2 separate regions of the Gossypium hirsutum genome follow, and region 2 is linked to region 1. The links are chromatin contacts, called in public Hi-C maps. All regions are on one chromosome and are shown on one strand. Each heading gives the region's core, a stretch centred on a gene start, on an enhancer-like site or on the middle of the called end of the contact. The rest is flanking DNA. Distances are from core to core; before and after follow the strand shown. Region 1 holds the start of LOC107895299 (universal stress protein PHOS32). Region 2 holds the start of LOC107895295 (ADP-ribosylation factor GTPase-activating protein AGD5).

Region 1 (5,165 bases), core at 1,737-4,236:
ATGACTTATCTTCGTGCCGGTGAATCCCTCACGAATGAGAGCCTTCTCTATGCTATCTACAACACAAGAAAAGCAAGACAAAATCGATTAGATTAGAGTACTGAAAAAATGAATAACAAATGTGACTTATTGTTTAAGATATTTCAACATCAATAACCTGGTACTGATAGTATAATCTGAAATTACCAGGAACTTGCTAAGCATCTGCAATGAAAGAAGCATTTAACAGTTGTTAAATTACAAGATGTGGTAAGTTCAATAATTCAGCAACTCAAACAAAATTCATATTAAACTGAAGTACATGAAAAAACTCAGAAAGCATTGCTACTAGAACATGTGATGGATTTCATAACAAGCAAGCTCATATGTAGTTCAACCGTGTTTCACAATCAATGGCCTAAATAAGCAAATAAAGACAAGGAAATTGTGCGTGATCAAGGCATATCATGTAGCATCTGTAGTTATCTTTTCCCTCCCAAATTAACTTCCCAAATTGGAATCCAAATATTTTCTACCTTACCCACCATGGCAGATAAAACACTTAATGGTATGTAGTGAAGTAAAATATATGAAATCGAGAGAGGAAATCACACTGAAGCAATTTAACTTCCCATATTCTCCCAGCTAAAGTAACTATTAATCATGTGACTATTTGTGCCTCCCATAACAAAAGCTTCTGATAGTCTTTTTACGCTCCAATCAATCATCTTAATTTCCAAAACTAGAAATACCAATTCCTTCAAGCATCATCTTGATTCATCTTAACCCCTAAGTAGACAAAAAACTGCTCAAAACACAATGAACTGAAAACTTCATGAGCGGACCAAACTTTCCAGTTTTGCAGTCACTCATAACCATATATCATATATTCATGCTTGGATGTCCACAGACTAAACAGGTTAACAAATAATTGTAATCACTATCTGCATGTCTTTCTTATACACCAAGTCATAGTACCAACATCAAGCACACCACACTACTAGATATCGTCCTCCTTAATCAAATCATCATTTCCAATCACTGATTCATATTTCAGTCAGCTCCAAATTTAACAACATAACATCCATAACGAAACTCAAAGCAAGGAAAACTATTCCTATCAATTCTTTATGCACATTTGCTTACTTGATATGAACATTCATGGACGACTCACTTGTTATTATACCAAGTTAGCAATAACATGCACAACCTGTTTATACACCAAGAACACCACACACCACATGCCTTCCTTATTAACTCATTAGCTCTGTTGTCAATCACCCATCTTGCATCTCCTTCTCAATTAAGTTGTAACCAGCAACATAATTCAAGAGGGCAGAACTAATCTTATCCGCCTGTCTAATAGTAAGAATTAGACTAAACAATATAAAAGCTACACAAATAACACGAAACTAAGCATTTCCCACACTACCTGGGAAGTGTAAAATAAATATCCTGTTATATTACCATGCAGCATTTTATCCGCTAATGTGATGAAAAACTACTGAAACCTTCCAAATTAAGTAACAATAAACTTGCCAAGAAACCAAATTTTGATTTTAAAAAATACAACTTTTCCCAATATGTGGTTATCTACTGGGATGATAATATGCTAAAATTTAACAAGAAAACCTAATTCATACCAAGAAAAACCAACCTACGCTAACTTAAATATTGTATCCACCATAACACCAACAATTTAAGCCCTTTCCAGCTAAATGTCATCAGCCATATAAATCACATTACGCTGCTGTGCACCTAATCATCATCTAAAACATTTTAAACACATTAATCAAGAAAGTAAACACTAAGACCATCCTCATTAAACATCTAAACACTGCCAAGTAACCAAATTTCAGTCATTAAAAACCAAAATCAAATTAAACCAGTATGCAGGATCAGCTATATAGATCATATGATGCAACTTTGCTAAATGAACTGCTTAATTCACACAAATTAATCATTGCAAACAAGTACAGATATCCTGAATCAAATTGAAACAACAAAAAAGAAATAACCTTTGCCATCTTTTTCCACCACCTCGGTCTCCTTAACATTGACGACAGGGGCGGCATCCCCGCCGTCTTTATCTTCAGGGTACCTAACAACAATGACAGGACAAACACAATGATGCACGCAATAATCACTAACACTTCCCAACCTCCCATCACTCCCTCTTTTCTCAGCTCCAAACCCCCTACTCCCCATTATAACAGCACTCAACCCCAACCTCTCCACCTCAAGACACAATCTTTCCCTCATATCATGATCTTTGACTATATGAATCTTGAAGTGAATCCCAGCTTCCTTCAAGGGTTTGGCCAAATCCGCCGCCTTTGAAGCCGTGAAGGCATCGAAATCGTCTTCCAGTTGCTTCTGGGACTGTGGAGTTTCCGGGTTTTGCGGGGTTTGAGGGAGTGGACCCCAGTCAGCTCCAAAGAGTACTGAAGTGGGGGACACGTGGAGAAGGATGACGGCGTCACCGGGCCTGAGGTAGTTCTGGACAGCCCAACGAACGGCAAAAGCAGACTCATCGGAGAGGTCGACGGCTACCCCGATCTTACGTCGGGCACCGGATGTTGGGGTGGGGGTAGCAGCAGAGGTAGGGTGGTGAGGGGATGATGGGTGGTGGATCTTGATAGTTGGAAGCTGAGGGTGGTCAGTGTTATCAGCGGGATTCATTTTCTTTCCGCAAAAACAAGAAAAGGAGAGAGCTTTTGAGGTAAAGGGAGTGTGGTTTGAAACGTTAGTTTAGGAGAGGGAAAGAAAGGGAGAAAGGGGGAAAGGGGAGAAGAACTTGAGTTTGAAGACTGGGATGTGGAGAGCAGACAAAGTCGACAAAAACAAATGTGGAAAGGAAAAGATTTCTCGTGGGAAAGGAATTTGGAACCATTTTATTTTCTTCTTTTTTGTATTGCAGCTTTGGGTTTGGGTTTTTCTTGGAGGTGTTCCAGTGGACTTTGAGTTCTTGAATAGCCCAACCTCTCTTTGTTGTTTCTCTGCCCGCGCACCATCAAATCCTGCCCTCCACGCTCTTTTATCCACATTTTGTTTTCTATTTTTTAATTTTCGATGTATCACATTTTTACCGTTACTATCATTTTTAATGTTTAGAAAATTATTAATACTAATTTTAAATAAATATTTTTAATTATAGTTGATAATGATATTTTTTAGTTTTTAACTTATATATAAATTTAAAATTACATAAGAAAGTAACTATAATGTTAATTTGATAAAGGAAATAATTAGATAAAGTAACATACAACAATTATAATAATACTCCATGATAAAGATATTCACAATTACAAAAAAAAAAAGAAAAGAAACAATGGAAATAAGTTCTTTTGTCTGCTAGGATTTTTTAGCAAGCCTTTTCTTTATTTCATTTGCTGAGTTTCAAGGCAGCATAATCTAAGGTTTGGCTATTTTGGACAAAGTGCGAGTTCTAATAAGGATTTGATAGTCAATAGAGGTAGAAATCGCAAATCTAAACCTGGAGGATGAGGAGGAGGAACCAGTTCCATGTGAAAAAGATTTGAGTATGGAAGATGATAAACATCGATTTTGTTTAGTAGGAAAAGCACTAACTAATTGTGTAGTTCACTTTCCTTCTCACAAAAGAACTTTGGTTGATCTATGGCATTCATTAGGGGGAGTAATAATCTTAGATTTAGGGGAAAGCGATATCTATTTTGATTTTTCTACGAGGTGGATATAAAGAGGGTGATGGATGGCATGCCATGGTCATTCAACAGGCATCCTATAGTTTTTCATCAATTAGTTAACGAGGAAGATCTAAAGCAAATTCCTTTAAATTATACTTATTTTTTTTATTCAAGTCCATAATTTGTTGTTCGGGGTAATATCGAAGGGGTTAGCAAGGAAACTAGGGGATTTTATAGGGTAATTCACACAATATGAAGTTGTGTTGATCTCAAAGGGGAATGAAGGTACATGCAATTTAGGGTGAAAATTGACGTAAGACTAGCTTTGACAAGAAAGTAAAAATTGGCTTTGGGACAAAGATGAGATGGATATGCCTAATTTCAATATGAGATGCTTAGTTTGTTCTGCTTTCTATGTGGAAAATTAGGTCATGGGGAAGGTTTATGTCCGGTTAGAAAGACAATTGGGATCTAAGAAGTTAAATTTGAATGAGACTCATCACTAAGAGCACCATCAAGGAATGAGATTTCTGCCGATAGTAAATGGCTAAGAGAAGATGTGTTGAGCGGTTTCCAAAGGGGTAATAACTCTATTAGTCTTGAGATAGACTTTCGAAACAAAGTAGGAGTAGAATGAGACGAATTTGTACAAAAAGAGTGGTCAATGGGCCAAAAAGAAACCATACAATAGAACAAACCAATTGAGTTTTGTGAAGGAATGAAAAGATAAAGAATAAGGAATGAACTTTCAGATAGGAATGATAGTCTGGGTGCACTGATTCAACTTATTGAGAGATCAGTGGCCGCTGGTAAGCGTGTTGACCGGATGAAATGAAAATATAAGTTGAAACGTTCGTGGATTAGGTATCCACGGGTGATTAATCGCCTTCGAAACAAGGTGAGGCATGTACAACCCCAAATTTTATTTTTGATAAAAACAAAATTGAATGAAAAAAGAAAGGAAAAAGTTTGTGAGAAATATGGTTTACTAACGGAATAGATGTGAAAGCGCATAGATAATAAAGGGGGATTCTCAATTGGATGGAAAGGAGAGTATACGATACAGTTGAGAAGTTTCTTAGCAAACCATGTTGATATGGAAGTCATGGAAAAAAAGAAATGTCATTTTAGAGACTTACAGGGCTTTATGGTGCACCAAAGAAACACAAAAGGACTTGGACCCTTTTAAGGTGATTATATTTTCCTTCGAAAAAATGGTGGTCGTTTAAGGAGTGATAGAAACATGGCTCGATTCCAAGAAGTATTGAAGGACTTAGATCTTAATGATGTAGGCTTATGGGGAAAATGGTATTCATAGGAAAAAAGGGAGGTTGCCAGAAAATAATGTTTGTGAAAGAATCAACAGAGGAGTAGTGAATCAAGCATGGTGGGAGATTTTTTGATGGTATTCTTTAAAACACTTAACGCATGTTATATAAGATGATTGTTCGGTCTTGGTAGATTTGGGGATTGATACCAACATATACAAGACTCGGAGGGAATAGGGATTTAGATTCA
Region 2 (5,165 bases), core at 1,420-3,919, 170 kb after region 1:
GGTGTAACCTTTTAGATCAGCACAACAGTACAAAAGTAAAATACTTGTTAGAACATTAAAGAGAGTAAATTACCAGAAGAAATATGATATAACGAGAAGAAAGAAAGCGAGTTGAACAATATGCAAAACGATATCAAGACCGTAGTTCTAATTCATACTATTTGTTTGCATTCTTTACGCATGGCAATTTTTTTATACTTTCACTCTTAACATTACTAGCTCTTAGCTATTCACATAAAATGCATCAAGAAAAACATGAATGATTGTGGTTTTCTAGACGAGTTAGAAATGAGAGTACATAACCAGCAAAAGAACTTAATACCTGATTAGGTCCCTTAGGAGGAACAGGAAGACTAATTCTTGTTGCAGGAAGGTTTTCTTTTCTGCTAGATGCTTGACTGGTTCTCCTTTCCTCGAATGAATTATCAGAATTACTAACATGCCCATGACCACTTTTTTCTGTGGGTCTCTGCCAATGCGAAGTAGCTCTTTCATCTAACCCTCTAGGTGGTGATTTGGATCTTCTATTTCTAGGAATCCATCTCTTTTCCTCATACCTATAAAAATATACAACAATATTGGAATAGTACAAAAATGCTCTTCACTAAAACTAAATACTACCCAAAAAAAGAGAAGAAGAACCAATGGCTACTTTGCACGGATGAAGTTCTCGATTCCAACTCTATCATAATGAGGGGGCAGCTCAGCTTCCCAGTAACTGTTTGCCTTCTCATTTCCCATCGCTGTATAATAAGACAAGCCATAGTCATATGAGTATGCTCTACTCCATCAATATCAATCAGAATCATACAGTTTCATGACCTAACAAGAAAGCTTACATTGAATAAAAGCAACCTGCTCAGGGAGCCATGTGTCCAGGGTAGCAGATCGAACCTGCAGCAGGAGACAATAAGATGCAAACATGCTCTGGGGAAACATAAAGCTTAGTCTGTTCACTGATTCTACAGAAACAGCCAGTCAGTTCAAAAAGTTAATTCCTAACCTCTCTAATCCTTTATAGTCTAAGATATTATCATAAAAATTATGCCAAGAATATATGTCAAGTGCATTTCTGAGGTACCAAGTTTTGTTTCTAAGAATGTAATTACACCAATCCAATCACTGGTGACAAACCAAAATGTACATGTGAATTAAGTATAGAAACTGAGACAGTGTCAGCAATTCAATGAGCTTTTCTGAGTCAGGAAGAACTGAAGTATGCATTCCAGACTCCAGAGATAAGAAAATCACCTTTGATATGTGCACCCCGAGACTTCTGTGGATCCCAGAACATTGCATGCATATAAAGACACCTAAATTCACACTAGCCCATCTCGGACCTCTGCAGAGAAATAAGAGACAATTATTAGAACCTGTGATAAAAATGAATGGTATCACGGCCGACTGATGCCCAATACAAAGTATCCCTTTTGTTAAGACAGTGTCTATTTTGGGTACTCCCTTATTTGATATTATGATATCCCAATAATCTTTCTTGATTTTCTTGTTACATACTTGGATTTGCAGTCAGCACATTCCTTATTCTCCGGAATTTTTAGAAGACCTTCCAAAATCTACATATGAGATCAAAAGATAAGAACTTTAATCCAGATAAGATAACAGGCTGACTGATCATCAAATATGCAATAACCAAAACCATCCATTAAATGAGTCTATCATACCATATAGGTTAACATATATGCAAAAGAATTGAAAGTACAGGACAATATGTATATATAATATATAATATATACATATACATACACGTACACATATGCATATACATGCAAAGAATACGGAGGAATTTAGCGCCCTCCAAGATCTAATTTATAGGCCTCTTTGCCACATAGGAAGATTGCATAAAATTGTTCCCGATGTCCAAAGATCAACCTTTGGAAAGTTTTAAAAATACGAACAAATCAATCATATTCAGCAAATTTGACGAAGATATTAGAAAGGAAATGCATAATTAGGCAAAATTGATTTAAGAAAACCCAAGTTCAGATCTGCGAAAACAGCAAAGCATAATATATGATACTATTTAAAATGCAATTTTTTAGTGAAGAAATTCCATTGATCACAATGAATATGATCACCATTTCATTGATAAAAAACAATTTTTTAAATCAGCTCGTACTCGCCATTCGACATTCGATTCGATCAAATCCATTAAACAAATAAATTCAAATCAAATAACCAACAAATTCAGAAGAAATAAAAGAAAAATCAGGTAAAAAGCAACAACGGAAAATGATACAACAAACACAGATCGAACCAATACAAGAAGGTCAAAAATGGTAAAATTAGGATCACCTTTCGGTGTTTCTCATTGAGTTCCTTTGAAACGTGGGCCTTCTCGTTCATGTTTCAAGAAAATTAAAAGGAAAAAGAAAATCTATGGCGCGCGCGCGTGCGTGAGAGAGAGAGAGAGAGAGAGAGAGAGAGAGGATGGCAATTACGAAGAGTCGAACATAAAGCAGAAAGGGTAATTTCGAAAGAAAGATAAGGTCAATTCGGTCTTTTTCCAGGCCTCTCTTTCTCTCTTTCTTTCCCTCTCTCTCCCCTTCCGGTTTTCTTCCTCCTCGGACTTTTTATGCGATTCAAAAGAAAATGAAAGCAGAATGATAATAAAAAAATTAAATGAAAAAAAAATGGTCTCCGCTCCTTTGACCTTTATTTTAATATTTTATAATATTATCTTATTTATTAATTTCCGGGGAATTTTCGGTTTCGAATTTTCGGGCCCCTATATTTTCTCTTTGGTTTTTCACGCGCGTGCGAGGAGTTGTTGCTTTGGTTGGCGCCGCGGAGTTTTACATTTACGGTTACCTCGTACGTGTGAATGCGTTGCCTGCCTTTCCGTTCTTTAATTTCGATTTTTGTTTTTAGTGAGTATTTTTATCTTAGAGATATTTTCGCATATTTAATACGCTTTTATTCAATAATTTTACTATTTTAAGCATCCTTCACGTCTAAAGATAGTTATCCTAGTTTTGTTTTTCTTAAATAAAATATTTGATATATTAATAATATTATTATTTTTAATTTCACTAATAATGTATTAAATAATTTTTCTAAATTTATTATCCATAATTTAAATTATTACTTGGATTAGCTAATTTAAAAAAATTTAAAAAAATTTTCTCAAATAGTATCGCACCCCGTGATATGATGAAAAAAAATTATCTATATAATTAGCATAGACCTTATGATATCTGAATTTATGGTCTAAATAATTTGTAGTTTTAAATATAAAAAAATTATATATTTAATTTAAAGAAAAACTTAGGATAAGCTATATCCTTTTTACAATACATAAACTAAGTAAAAGTTAATATATAATATATAAATTTTATAAAAAATTGATAAATTATCCAAAAATTTCATAACATAACTTATAAATAATATAATTTTTACCATAAATTTAGGAAACCTTTTTTTTTATAAATAAGATATGATAAAAAAATTATAATATTTTTTATGAATAAATATATTATTTTTATAATATATAACATGAACGAATATATAAGTTATATTCATATTTAGCCATAACTTTTTATAAATAAATTTATTATAATACTTTTATAACATGTCAAATATTTTAGGTCATAACTTTAAAAAGTTTTTAGGATTTAAATAATAATATTATTTTTGTTATAACTTTATAAAATATACAAATTATTTGTATTATGTAATTTTTTAGGATTTATAATATAAAATTTGTTTTGTCATAATCATCCAAAACATTAATACATGTTTATGTTTATAATATAATTTGTATAACTTGTATAGGAATAATTTTTTAAAATTAAATTTGAGTATAATTACCCATCCCTCTTTTTGAGAATTAAAAAGGGAGTTTTAATTATACTGAATTCGATAGAATCTATCAATTACAATGGTCACTCAAATATATTACGATTGTGTAATTACATCCCACCCAATTAATAAATGATTTTCCAAGCATTACCTTAATAAATTATTAAATTTTAAACAATTTTTAAGATATTTAATAAATATTATTTATTTATCTTTACCACAAAAATTAACACTTACAAAAAAAAATCGGGAATCTGATCGATTTGTTCCCTAAATTCTTTTTGAAAAGATTCCCTAAATTTAAATGATAATTTTTTTTAACCTTGTTATAATTCCACGAAACGCTGCGTTTAATTCAGTATGCGTACGTTATTTCACGGAATAACTCTCCCCACCTCCCCAACGTTGCCTCCTTTCCTTCGTGTGAGAACCTCTGTAAGTTCCCCTTTTTTGTTCCCCTTGTTTTGTAATTTCAACTATGTTTGTATTATAAAATGAAAAGTAATTAAATCCTGCATCCAATTTAGGTCTAATTATTAAGTATTTGGAGACACTTACGTAATAGGGTACTTTTAAAAAAAAATTTATTGGTTCCGTTTTTCCTCTTTTCTTTCGGAAATATTTTCAATTATCATCGTTATAAGAATGACACAGAAGAATATTGAGAAATCTAGTTCACATTAAGTAATTATTTTCCATAATTTTCTTGAATTTTGAAGCAAAATGGAATTTTTTTAGTTGCAAAGACTGCAGTCTAGGGATAGGGTTAGAAATTGTAGATTTTGGTATTGGGACCTTCTTCATTAATCAACTGGTTAAATCCAAGTTCAGAATTGGAAGTATTTGTTATAACCCGAATTTGATTTTTTATACTTGTTGGTGGGTTGGTTTGTTTAGTTCTTGTTCATCATGGAAAGTTTCGAACAAGTAAAGGGAAATGGTGGTGTTATTGATCAAACTATGGAGGACGCAGGGGCCACTAATCCCAGAGTTCTGTGGAAGCAAATGGGGTACGAAGAGAAGACCGTGGCTGTTCACGAAGAAATGAAAAGGATGAACCGACTTCCTGCGACTAGTTCTTATGTTACTCACCGCATGCGTGTTCTTAATAAAATTCTTCAACTCTTGTCTATTCAGGTAATCAAATATGTTGGCTTGATTGGTTTTGTGCCGATGCTTGAAAATTATAAAGTTGAGTTTGGAAGTTGCTTGATAGTTTTGTGAAAGAGAGGGATTTGATGATTTATTGCCTTTTTGTTTATACCAGAGAACTGCTTCACAAGAAGAAGAGTTGGAGTTGCTCTTTGCTGGGTTGTCCTTATGAACTGGCACAATGGTAAGCTTTT

What was found. A called contact is a pair of places that touch in the nucleus more often than the background predicts.
Region 2: a Hi-C map of leaf shows a contact between it and region 1, with 1.6 times the contacts expected there. The contact joins the promoter of LOC107895295 here to the promoter of LOC107895299 in region 1. A contact is called at or near these places in 4 of 34 Hi-C or Micro-C datasets (hypocotyl, leaf and petal).

Annotation. Positions count from the first base shown.
Region 1 is chrA13:95,920,741-95,925,905 of Gossypium_hirsutum_v2.1, forward strand. It overlaps LOC107895299 (universal stress protein PHOS32), which reads right to left and starts at 2,987. Exons shown (of 3, transcript XM_016820608.2): 1 at 1,998-2,987; 2 at 158-204; 3 at 1-56. The coding sequence starts at 2,661. The coding sequence ends at 197.
Region 2 is chrA13:96,091,191-96,096,355 of Gossypium_hirsutum_v2.1, forward strand. It overlaps LOC107895295 (ADP-ribosylation factor GTPase-activating protein AGD5), which reads right to left and starts at 2,670. Exons shown (of 11, transcript XM_016820598.2): 1 at 2,314-2,670; 2 at 1,516-1,574; 3 at 1,252-1,342; 4 at 840-894; 5 at 653-743; 6 at 323-557; 7 at 1-8. The coding sequence starts at 2,364. LOC107895293 reads left to right here and starts at 4,048. Exons shown (of 4, transcript XM_016820593.2): 1 at 4,048-4,254; 2 at 4,717-4,956; 3 at 5,087-5,155. The coding sequence starts at 4,180. The coding sequence ends at 5,143.